Linked DNA regions of Mus musculus: regions 2 and 3 are each linked to region 1. Evidence: chromatin contacts called from public HiChIP or PLAC-seq and promoter capture Hi-C data. All regions are on one chromosome and are shown on one strand. The core of a region is the stretch at or near the end of the contact, and the rest is flanking DNA. Distances in the headings are between cores, read along the strand shown. Region 1 holds the start of Pafah1b2 (platelet-activating factor acetylhydrolase, isoform 1b, subunit 2). Region 2 overlaps Sik3 (SIK family kinase 3). Region 3 holds the start of Bace1 (beta-site APP cleaving enzyme 1).

The links. Promoter capture Hi-C pulls out the DNA fragments that hold promoters and counts their contacts. HiChIP or PLAC-seq counts read pairs in DNA pulled down with a chosen protein or histone mark.
Region 2: a promoter capture Hi-C map of liver shows a contact between it and region 1. The contact joins the enhancer-like site here to the promoter of Pafah1b2 in region 1. A contact is called at or near these places in 13 of 39 promoter capture datasets (the C10 cell line, the HPC-7 cell line, Sertoli cells and 9 more), 1 of 15 datasets of contacts at CTCF or cohesin (pro-B cells), 22 of 484 Hi-C or Micro-C datasets (B cells, the CH12 cell line, Sertoli cells and 15 more), 37 of 115 datasets of contacts at active chromatin or transcription factors (the 230-238 cell line, CD4 single positive thymocytes, CD8 T cells and 27 more) and 5 of 9 other capture datasets (adipose tissue, embryonic stem cells, liver and 2 more).
Region 3: a contact with region 1 is called in an H3K4me3 HiChIP or PLAC-seq map of the SCID.adh cell line, with 18 read pairs. The contact joins the promoter of Bace1 here to the promoter of Pafah1b2 in region 1. A contact is called at or near these places in 2 of 484 Hi-C or Micro-C datasets (cerebral cortex and embryonic stem cells), 3 of 115 datasets of contacts at active chromatin or transcription factors (the SCID.adh cell line, embryonic stem cells and pancreatic cancer cells) and 4 of 9 other capture datasets (adipose tissue, embryonic stem cells, liver and 1 more).

What each region holds. Positions count from the first base shown.
Region 1 is chr9:45,983,148-45,986,523 of GRCm38.p6, forward strand. Pafah1b2 (platelet-activating factor acetylhydrolase, isoform 1b, subunit 2) reads right to left here and starts at 1,724. Exons shown (of 6, transcript NM_008775.3): 1 at 1,558-1,724.
Region 2 is chr9:46,205,959-46,209,334 of GRCm38.p6, forward strand. It overlaps Sik3 (SIK family kinase 3), which reads left to right. Exons shown (of 25, transcript NM_027498.3): 16 at 1,964-2,114; 17 at 2,760-2,885; 18 at 3,106-3,191. Among named protein-coding and RNA genes, the nearest start is that of Apoa1, 21 kb to the right of the region's middle. Within about 2 kb of position 1,708, at least 57 of the 459 cell types and tissues checked have an H3K27ac peak or open chromatin away from gene starts, as enhancers often do. A contact at or near this core is called in adipose tissue, embryonic fibroblasts, hepatocytes and 3 more, where this site is marked.
Region 3 is chr9:45,836,959-45,840,334 of GRCm38.p6, forward strand. Bace1 (beta-site APP cleaving enzyme 1) reads left to right here and starts at 1,587. Exons shown (of 9, transcript NM_011792.6): 1 at 1,587-2,330. The coding sequence starts at 2,070.

The DNA.
Region 1 (3,376 bases), core at 474-2,973:
GGAACTGCAGGCTTCCTATGAAAAACTAGCAAGGAGGCGATAAAAGGTGGGCAACTGTGTACATTTCCATGAAAAACTATTTTGCAGAGCAAACTTTGTTGTCCTTCAAAAATCTCCAGGGAGAGAAGGCAGTCCTAATCCTAAACTTTCTATCTTCCCCACTTAATTTAGACCTCAACGACACAGCACAGCACCGGACTCTCTACACTAGTGGTGTGGAAGTCAGTCCCAACAAAACAACTACAACCCCTCAAGCTCAGCCGGGGTGTGTGTGTGTGTGTGTGTGTGTGTGTGTGTGTGTGTGTGTGTGTGTGAGAGAGAGAGAGAGAGAGAGAGAGAGAGAGAACCTAGAAGCTTGCTGAGACTTTTGAATGAGAATGAAAAGATTTAGGATGCTTCCATTAAGGCCTGAGGCTTTTCATTTTGCTTCAGAGAGTTGGCAGAATTATTCTGAAGAGGAAGGCAAGCCTCGTCCAGAATGCCCTGCCCCGGTCTCTGGTGGGCGGCCCCCCAGGATCCAGCCCATCCATAATTTATTATCAAGTGCCCATGCCAACAAATTAATGCACAATGATTCCCTCCCCTGCTCTCCCACAAGGAGGCAACCTTTAAGTCTGAACAATGTGCCCAGAGAAGGAACTGACGGGCAGACACAAGCCTCATCCAAGGGAAAGATAAGCTTGCATTTTTCTCTTTTCCACACCTTTTCCTCTGGCCCATTCTCTCCACTCAACTCAACGCTGTAGAAAATGCAAGTCTAGGACCTGCTCTTAGCGTCTTGGTGCCCTTCCCTTTGTCCATAGCCACGTTCTTCAGAGACGCCAACGCTTTATGGCTTTGGGTTTCCTTAAGATCCGTATATACATGATGAAAGGCAACGTCAGCCTGGGAGCTATGGAAAGGATAACGAGTCACTCTGCCATGAGTAACTCAAACCTGGAGACCACAGGCTCTGACCCGCTAAGTGGACATGGACCACAAGGGCTGGGGAGAGGAAACACACCTCCAAGGAAACTACTCACTGACAGATGTACCTGGCTGGCGGTAGGCCATCGGCCAAGTCACCAACGCCTGGGCCTCGTCGCCGAATGAAGTGGGTGACCCTTAAGGCTAGCCTCTACCAATCCTTTCAGAGCCCTGACACGGGTCTTTGGGAAGTATAAGCGAAGGCAACAGAGAAGTTTCGAATGAGGAGACAATTTTCGACGAGAAGGGCAAAGAGCGTGATCCGTTAAAAAAAAAAAAAAGGCACAACCCAGTCACAGGCTTGGGCCTAGAGGTCCCACCCCGGGGATGGAGGGAAAAGGCGACAGCTGAGGCAGGAGGCCGGGCCAGGGGACCCGCGGGCCGCTCAGCCGCTGGCCAGGGTGGAACCAGGGCGCCGCAGGGCAGCGGCGACGGCGCGGGGCCCCGGAGGCCCTGCAGGGCGACAGCGCGGGGCGCGGCGGGGGAGGGGCGGCGTGGGGGAGGGGAGCCGGGCCTCACAATACCGGCTCGCCCGCGCGTCCCACCCGTCACGACGAGGCCCCGGCTCCGCGGTCCCCACGATGCACTCACACAGGCAGAGGGTCCGTGCGGGGCCCTCAGCGGCTGCGGCGTCGGCGGGTTGCGCTTCAGTCGCTCGCTTGATCCCGACGGCCGCGTTCCGGCGCGCGTCCCCTCCTCGGGCCCCAGCACCAAGCAGCAGCGCCTCCACTTCCGGTCCCCCTGCCACTCGGGCAAATGGCTTCCGGAAGTCCCGCCCCTGGCTGCGGGGCTAGTTGCGGGGCGGGTGCGCCTCACTTTCCCTCGCAGTGCGCGCTCTTTGCTTGGCGCACAGGTCTACCGTCCCTGCCAAGTACTGACTTTGTTCTCTTTCTTTCCCCGACTTGAGCCTCCATCTTTCCTGTAACTGCCTTCCTGTCCTGATAGGATGACGGAAACTATCCGGAGATGGCCTTAGAGACAGTGTAGCTTGACCTCTCGCTGACGCTACTCCCTTCTTAGCCACTGATTTCCTCCACCGATGGGATAAACCAGATTGCAGAGAATGGGGAGAAATAGGCCCGAAGTTAAAAGGGGCAACCCCTACATTTACCAGCAGAATTTCTATGATGATACTCAGAATTGTGTGATAGATACCACTCGGGGAATAACAGAAACCCCAGTCTTTACCTTAGAAATCCATCCAGTTTAGGGGAGTACATAGAGAGTCAATGTAGAGATTAGATGCTAACGGCTGGATAAGTGCAGGACAGATCAGCGCCAAGAGGAGGGGCAAGAGATTGCGTCATCATTAGCAGGGAAACTTGGTGGAGCAGTGCCAGGGCTGGCTCTTTAATGATGGATAGGATTCATTCAAACTCATAATAGTGAATTGCAGAGCATTCCAGGACTCTGAAACTGATTGAGAATGTTCTTGAAACCTGTAAGCCTAAATTATCGAGATAATAAAATAAAATTTCAAATCACTTATGTGCTGCTTGTATTATCTCGAATGCAAAATAAAAATTTCAAGATAATGACTTTGTCACTGCCTCCATAACTCTTCTGCAGATATTCCAGTTACATATGGTACACTAGCAAGATCTCAGTAAGTGCTGTTTTAAGTGTTTTGATCAAGAGAATATCGTAAAGGGTTATTTAAACAGTTTAGTATTAAATACACTGTTAAGAGAAACAACTTGAATTGGTTTCCAATGATAAAGCCCTATGTCTGGGTTGTTTTTGTCAATGACACAAATCAGGGTCATTTGAGGAAGGGAACTTTAAAAATGCCTTCATCCGATTGGCATGTAGGCAGTCTATGAGGGTATTTTCTTGATTAATAATTGATGGGCGTATCCCACTGTGAGTGGTGCCACTTGGCGAAGGTGGCCCTGAGTTGAGTTGTATAAGAGCACACAGTCAGTCAGTAAGAAACGACATTCTATAGCTCCAGTTCCTACCCTGACTTCTCTCTGTGACAGCTGTGATCTGAGAGCTGTAAAGGAAGTAAGTCCTTTCCTCTCCACTTGGCTTTTAGTCATGGTGTTCCCCCTTCTCTCTCTCTCTCTCTCTCTCTCTCTCTCTCTGTCTCTCTGACACACACACACATTTTGATACTATCTTTTATTCATAAGAAACCTTGATTGATTGCTTGCTCTTAAAATGAAAAACGTAGCCCAGGATAGCCTCCACTTCACTCTGCAGCTATGAACGTAGGACCTTCCTGCTTCCTCCCTTCCTGGGTGCCACCATGCTTGGGTCTCACACAGTCCTTCAGGATTGAGTACAGGGCTTTATGCGTCTTAGACAAAAACTATCAACTGAGCTACATTCTCAGCTCTACAAAACTTTTCTTCAAGCCCTTAAGGCTCCTCATTTTTGGTTGTACTATAGATTGAACCCAAGGAGA
Region 2 (3,376 bases), core at 458-2,957, 220 kb after region 1:
GCTAATTCAGAAGAAAAGAGAAGTGTTCTAAGGCCGTAAAACACACGATGTGACGCAGGCAGCCTGTCTGCGTCACCGGATTCCTTTCGTTTTCTGGAGCATGATTAAAAGAACAGAATATATATCTATTCTTTGTGTTATAATAGGTGAAGTCCACCATGGAGACCGAAGAGGGGCTGGTCAACATTTACACCCCTGGAAGTGTATGCTTTAAAAGTTGGCACAAAACAGGTTCTATCCAGTTGGGGGCTACATCACTGTTGGAAGAGTATAGGGGAGATAGCAGCCTATGCAAGGCTGCCCTGGGTGACCGTGGTTGCTGTTGAAAACAAAGTTGTACACGCTTGACACTGCCCATGGCTCTGCAGTGGTCAGGTCCCTCGGAACCAATCCCCTGAAGTGACTGAGCCAGGCTGAGCTGGGGCCGACTTCACAGCCTGAGAGTCCGGAAAACGGTGCCACACCTTGAACCTGGGATATTCTTGCTATAATGAGAAAGAAATGGTTTCATGCAGAAAGACAGCTCGAAGAACATCCCTGGGTGACGGAAACCTGTCTATTGCCTGAAAATACTGAAAGTGTAGGCGTCCGATGTGAGGGGAGATAATACCGGTGCTGGGTTTCCATTCAGAGGCTGAAGTGCAGAGAGAACAGGTGTCTGCAAGCATCCTTGGTGAACTCAGTGTCTGGACCGTGACATCCTTTCCCCAGCCCTGATTAATCTGCCTTGTATGTTACTAAAACAAGTAGGACTCCATGGGCATTTCACTAGCTCACCACTGCTTGAAGCTTTGATGACGTCTGAGTAAGGGCTTTCACCCCGACATCAGCACTCTCTTGGCCTCGCTGCCTGGTCCTCATTTCTCCTCAGCCCTTCCCTGTCTGCACTGTATTTGAACTTGCTTGTTCGCCTGCTTCCTTGGTTTTGGCTCTGCTTCAGTCCAAACTGGCAAGGTTCCCCACCCCCTCACCATTGGCTCAGCGTGATGTCATCTCTGCCTTAGACCTGCTACCCTGACCCTTTCCATCAGCTGTGGGGACGCTCGCTGCCTCTGCAGTCTTTAACCTGCTTATCTCAGCTCATAAACATCTCTTTCTGGCTAGGCAGCAAGTGTAGGTGTTAGCCAGCCCGGTGCTATCTTAGGGCTCCTGATCAACGGTTCTTCTTTCTCCCCATAAGACATGGCTGTGTTCTGACTGAACACTGGGGACCCCTCTGTCAGCAGGAAGTTGGGCAGGTGCTGCTGTGTGAGGAGATAGCATTCACAGTAGGAAGGAGGCCTCATGTGTGTTCATAAGGTACGTGCAGGATCTTGAGGCCCACCCACATTCCTGAGGAATACGCTGTCTCCGTGCTGGGATCAGAGGTCCCTGTCTTCCCCCACCCCAGCCTCCACCCTCCCTTCTCTAGAACAGAACTGTGAGTTCCAGGCCAGACCTTTGACCACAGAACTGACTTTGGTTTCATCCTAGCCACACATAGATTACTGCTAGAGGTAACTCAGGGTCAAACGGTGAATTCTAAGTTTCTAAAGATACCAGGCAGGGATCTGGTTTTAAAAACCATAGCTTGCACAACATTATCCACACACCGCCCCCCAAATGCAACTACAATAGAAAATAAATGAGTGACTATAAGAACCAAGCCTGTGTGGTTCAGCCAGTCCTGGCCGTACTGCGGAGTTGCACCCTGCTCTAGTATGTTTATATAAGAACCGGATGTAGTTGACCCCAGGACCTCAGCAGGCCTGGGAAGTAGGACCAACCTGAGGTAAGTGGAGGTGGGAGATGAGGGCCTGTAGTCCACTCAGGGGGACAGCCACCTCAGGAAGTGACACGGAGTACCATGTGCAGGGCTCCTCATGCATCCACTGTCTCTGTATTCATGTAGACCCATGGTCCCGTGTGATTGGTCATAACCCCCCGAGTCCTGGCTGCTAACCGTCTCTTCCCATATATTCAGCTCCACCTACAAGGACTCCAACACCCTGCATCTCCCTACGGAGCGTTTCTCCCCCGTGCGCCGGTTCTCAGACGGGGCTGCAAGCATCCAGGCCTTCAAAGCTCACCTGGAAAAAATGGGCAACAGCAGCAGCATCAAGCAGTTGCAGCAGGTAATCTCTGGAGGGGCAGGGGGAGCAGTACAGTGCCAGGACCCGGGCAGTAACTCTCCATACCCTTCATGTCAACCACACTGAGGTGTTCTAGCTTAAAGCAGAATAGCTTTCTTCAATATCTACTGCCCTCCCTAGGGTCAAACCTGCTTCCCTCATAATGAGACTAAAAATTTTTTCCCACCATCTGGAATTCATTGGGAAGGCATTTCTGGTTTGATTTTTTTCTTGGGAACGGTACTTGTAAGCAATCTTGGCAGGCCCCTTGTATGCAGGGCACGGGGTCGTAGTGGACCCCATTGCTGTACTTTCTCACCCCCGGCATAATCCCCAGCTGGTATTGCTCCCAGAGGTAGCAAACCTGCTCCCAGGATACTGTGACGAGCCAAGGGCTTCAAGTAGCACGTGCTCTCTCTGGGTTTATAGTTGATTCCACACTGGGCATTCCACAGTGTGTCCTTGGCGTTTCCCACTGCTCCCCAGAGAGCAGGGCGTGAGGATCACTGTGTGCATGCCCAACAAGGATACCGTTCTTCCATGGCTCATTCCGCCCATGAGACCTTGGGGGCAGATCTGCCTCTCCTGAGGTCATGGCATGGGGTAGACTTGGCCGTGTCCCGTTTGTCCCCACTGCTTTCCCTTCAGGAGTGTGAGCAGCTGCAGAAGATGTACGGGGGGCAGGTGGATGAGAGGACCCTGGAGAAGACCCAGCAGCAGCATATGTTGTACCAGCAGGAGCAGCACCATCAGATCCTCCAGCAGCAAATCCAAGTAGGCCCTCACTCCCTCTTCGCTCTCTCAGAATGCGTTTTTGAGTTTGCTGGCAGGCACATTGGCCTGTGCATTGTCTGAAAGACTCAGGGCAGCGTGGAGTGTGAGCCACGTTTGTGGGTGACATGTCTGAGTCACAGCGCTTTCTGCCCCTTCCCAGGAATAGCCCTAATGCCTTTCGTAGCTCACGATGCTGCCGTTCCCCCCTTTTGTGTTTTAGGATTCTATTTGTCCTCCTCAGCCCTCCCCACCTCTTCAGGTTGCCTGTGAAAACCAACCAGCCCTCCTCACCCACCAGCTCCAGAGGTAATGAACTACTTAGCCTCTTCCTGCATTGTTGGCTGGCTGGACGGTGTGGCTCCCTTGTCTGACGCATGGGGACGCTTGACTGACTTGAGCATTTGGGATAGTCTTCTAGAAGAACAGGGAAGCCGAGTTAGAGTTTGAAGGGCTTACTAGAATGCTGACTATTTCCTGAGCTCCATGAACAC
Region 3 (3,376 bases), core at 337-2,836, 150 kb before region 1:
ACTGCACAAGAAGAAGCGTCTGTCTCTGGAACAGGGAGGAGCAGAGAGCCCCTCAGCTTCTTTATTTAAGATGTTTCCTTCTAGTTTACCTTTTTTTTTCCTAATCAGAATGACTGCTGTATTTTATCGAGGGCTTTCCACCTCTGATAAATGATATGATGACACAGTCACACAGTTTTAAGCTATCAGGGCCCCAAAGCTCTTCATCTCAATGAGTATGCTGGAATGTCTCCCAGTGATATACCAATTTGAGAGCAACTGATCCTCACTCTGACTGATGGGAAGTAATCAGATGGGTCATGAGGATTCGTGACAGGAAACCATCAAAGACACAAACGGGCCGGGGGGTGGTGGCACACGCCTTTAATCCCAGCACTTGGGAGGTAGAGGCAGGCGGATTTCTGAGTTCGAGGCCAGCCTGGTCTACAGAGTGAGTTCCAGGACAGCCAGGGCTATACAGAGAAACCCTGTCTCCAAAACAAACAAACAAAAGAAAGACAAAGGGATTCAGGCATAGAAGAGGTGGCCACCTCATAGCTGGGGCAGGTTAAATGCTCTGAACAGAAGAGGCGGCAGGTCTCCCTGTCGGATCCCAGTGACTGGTTTGTTGACTGGAATACTCTCGTCCCTTTCACCTTGCTCCTCCAGCCTCTGCTCCTGAAAACACTTCCAATTTTAAGGTCACCTCTTCTAGATTGCCCATTTTTTGTTTCTTTTTTGAGGCAGAGTTTCTCTATGCAGTCCTGGCTGTCCTAGAACTACCTATGTAGAACAAACTGCCCTTGAATTTACAGAAATTCTCCTGCTGAGATTAAAGGCAGGTGCCTCAACATCCGGGGTATACCCCCAAATTTTGTTTTATTTTATTTTATTTATTGATTTTTATTTTATTCTTTTTTTTCTTTTTTTTTTTTTTTTTTTTTTTTTTTTTGGTTTTCGAGACAGGGCTTCTCTGTGTAGCCCTGGCTGTCCTGGAACTCACTCTGTAGACCAGGCTGGCCTGGAACTCAGAAATCCGCCTGCCTCTACCTCCTAAGTGCTGGGATTAAAGGCGTGCGCCACCACGCCCAGCTCTATTTATTGGTTTTTTGAGGCAGGTTTCCAGCTTACCCCAAAATTCTTAACATCACACTGTGGCAAGAATCACAGTTCTCCCCGGTTAATCTCTTTTTGGGATCTGTGCTTCTTTTTCTACTCCTGTGCAGGGGTAAAGTGGCTGGCATGCATGACAGGGTGCGCACGGGGGTGTGGGGGGGTGTTAACCAATGCTGATTCAGGAAAGTGAGGCAGGAGAATTGCATCAAAGTTGAAGCTAGCCTAGACTACACTGTATGTTTGCAGGACCCTGTACCCTAAATAAATAAATAAATAAATAAATAAATAAATAAATAAATAATGAAAGAAGGACTAGCAGATGAGAAGTGTATGATATTGGTTCCTTCTTGCTCTGCTAGAGCTAAGGAAATGCTTTCCCGCTAGGGTCTTGCAGAGTGAACTCCATCTCGGCAGAGGGCATCCCAGACCCCTTTCAGCTCCGGAAGCTGGGCTGTCTGCCATGGGAAGACTACACTTCCCAGAGATCCCAGGGAAAAGCAAAAACCCTTTGGCTTTGACAGCCACCGCCACAAGCCTTTCCGCCTCCCCAGCCTGCCTAGGTGCTGGGAGCTGGGAGCTGGATTATGGTGGCCTGAGCAGCCGACGCAGCCGTAGGAGCCCGGAGTCCCTGTCGGTCCCCAAGCTGCAAAGCCCGCCTGGAAGACCCCGAAAGCTACGGGCTCGGATAGCCATGCCCGCCCCTCCCAGCCCCACAAGGGGCCCGATCCCCCCGCTGGCGGCCGGCGTCCAGATGTAGCTGGGTCCCCTGGATCGCCATCGTCGTCTCCTCTCGTGCGCTACGGATTTCTCCTGCCCACTCTCCGCCGCCTGGACCGGGAACTGAGCGAGGGGCCTGCAGACTCTGCAGTCCTGATGCCGCCGAGGCCGCTCTCCTGAGAGAAGCCACCACCACCCAGACTTAGGGGCAGGCAAGAGGGACAGTCACCAACCGGACCACAAGGCCCGGGCTCACTATGGCCCCAGCGCTGCACTGGCTCCTGCTATGGGTGGGCTCGGGAATGCTGCCTGCCCAGGGAACCCATCTCGGCATCCGGCTGCCCCTTCGCAGCGGCCTGGCAGGGCCACCCCTGGGCCTGAGGCTGCCCCGGGAGACCGACGAGGAATCGGAGGAGCCTGGCCGGAGAGGCAGCTTTGTGGAGATGGTGGACAACCTGAGGGGAAAGTCCGGCCAGGGCTACTATGTGGAGATGACCGTAGGCAGCCCCCCACAGACGGTAAGGTGGTCAGATCTAGCAACCCTCCTTCATGCATGGTAGAGGGGTGATAGGGTAGAGATGAAGCAGCCTGCCCTGATAAAATGGTTTGTTTAGTGGGTGCAGAATGACCGCCCGCTCCTATTCCTCCAGGATCCGGTTGGGAGTAGCCTTTCCATTTCCCGCCCCCTCTCACTGGCATCCAAGCCCCAGGACTGACTACTCACCTCTCACTCCCACTGCCCCATCCCCCCACGCCCAAGAAAGCACTTCAGTGGTGGCTGACCCTGGGGAAGGGCCAGGCACGGGGACACTGTAACAGGTGTCAGTGGCCGGAGTCTCTCATATTCCATCTCCACACTCTCCCCTACTCTAGTGTTGCGGGGGGGGGGGGGGTATCTAAGATCCCCACCTTCATCTTCTTGAGAACCCAAAATCCTGGCACCAGTTGGATCAATCAGCCCCTTACTCTAAGTCTGGGCTGCCATAAGCCAACAAAGTGAGAGTCTTAGTAACATCCATGTAGCCTCCAAGTCCCAATAGACTCTGGCTTCCCCTAGTCCCTTCCTCCTTTATCCCAACCCCCACTCTCTACACTCTAGCTCCTCCCCCACCCATGCCTCAGAACATGGCCAGAAGAGAGCTGTACTGAGTCTGAGAAAGATAAGCCTAGGGGAGCCAGAAACCCCTTGCAAGGGTTCTGAGACGGATGGGCACACAGCCATGGGAAGGGACTTCTCCCTGTCTTTTCCCGTCTTTTCCAACAGTTTCCAAGGTACCTGGGGTGGCTGGTGGAGGTTGTGTCCTCTACCTGTGCTGACTGGGAGTGTGGGCTTGAGTCAGCTATGGCCCATGTGGGGTTGCTGGCTGACCTCTCTGAGTGCATCTGCCACCTCCGTGGGCGAGTCTGGGTACTGGTTGGTGGCAGTGTGATTCTGCGTGTGCTTCTGTGTGTCACCTTGAGTCTGATCCTGTGTATCTCTGTGAGCTACCCTCAGTGGCTCCGGACCGTGTCCACAAAGCTTGTCCACGGAGGGTGTGGAAAGATGGGAGTGTGTGCGCTGGGG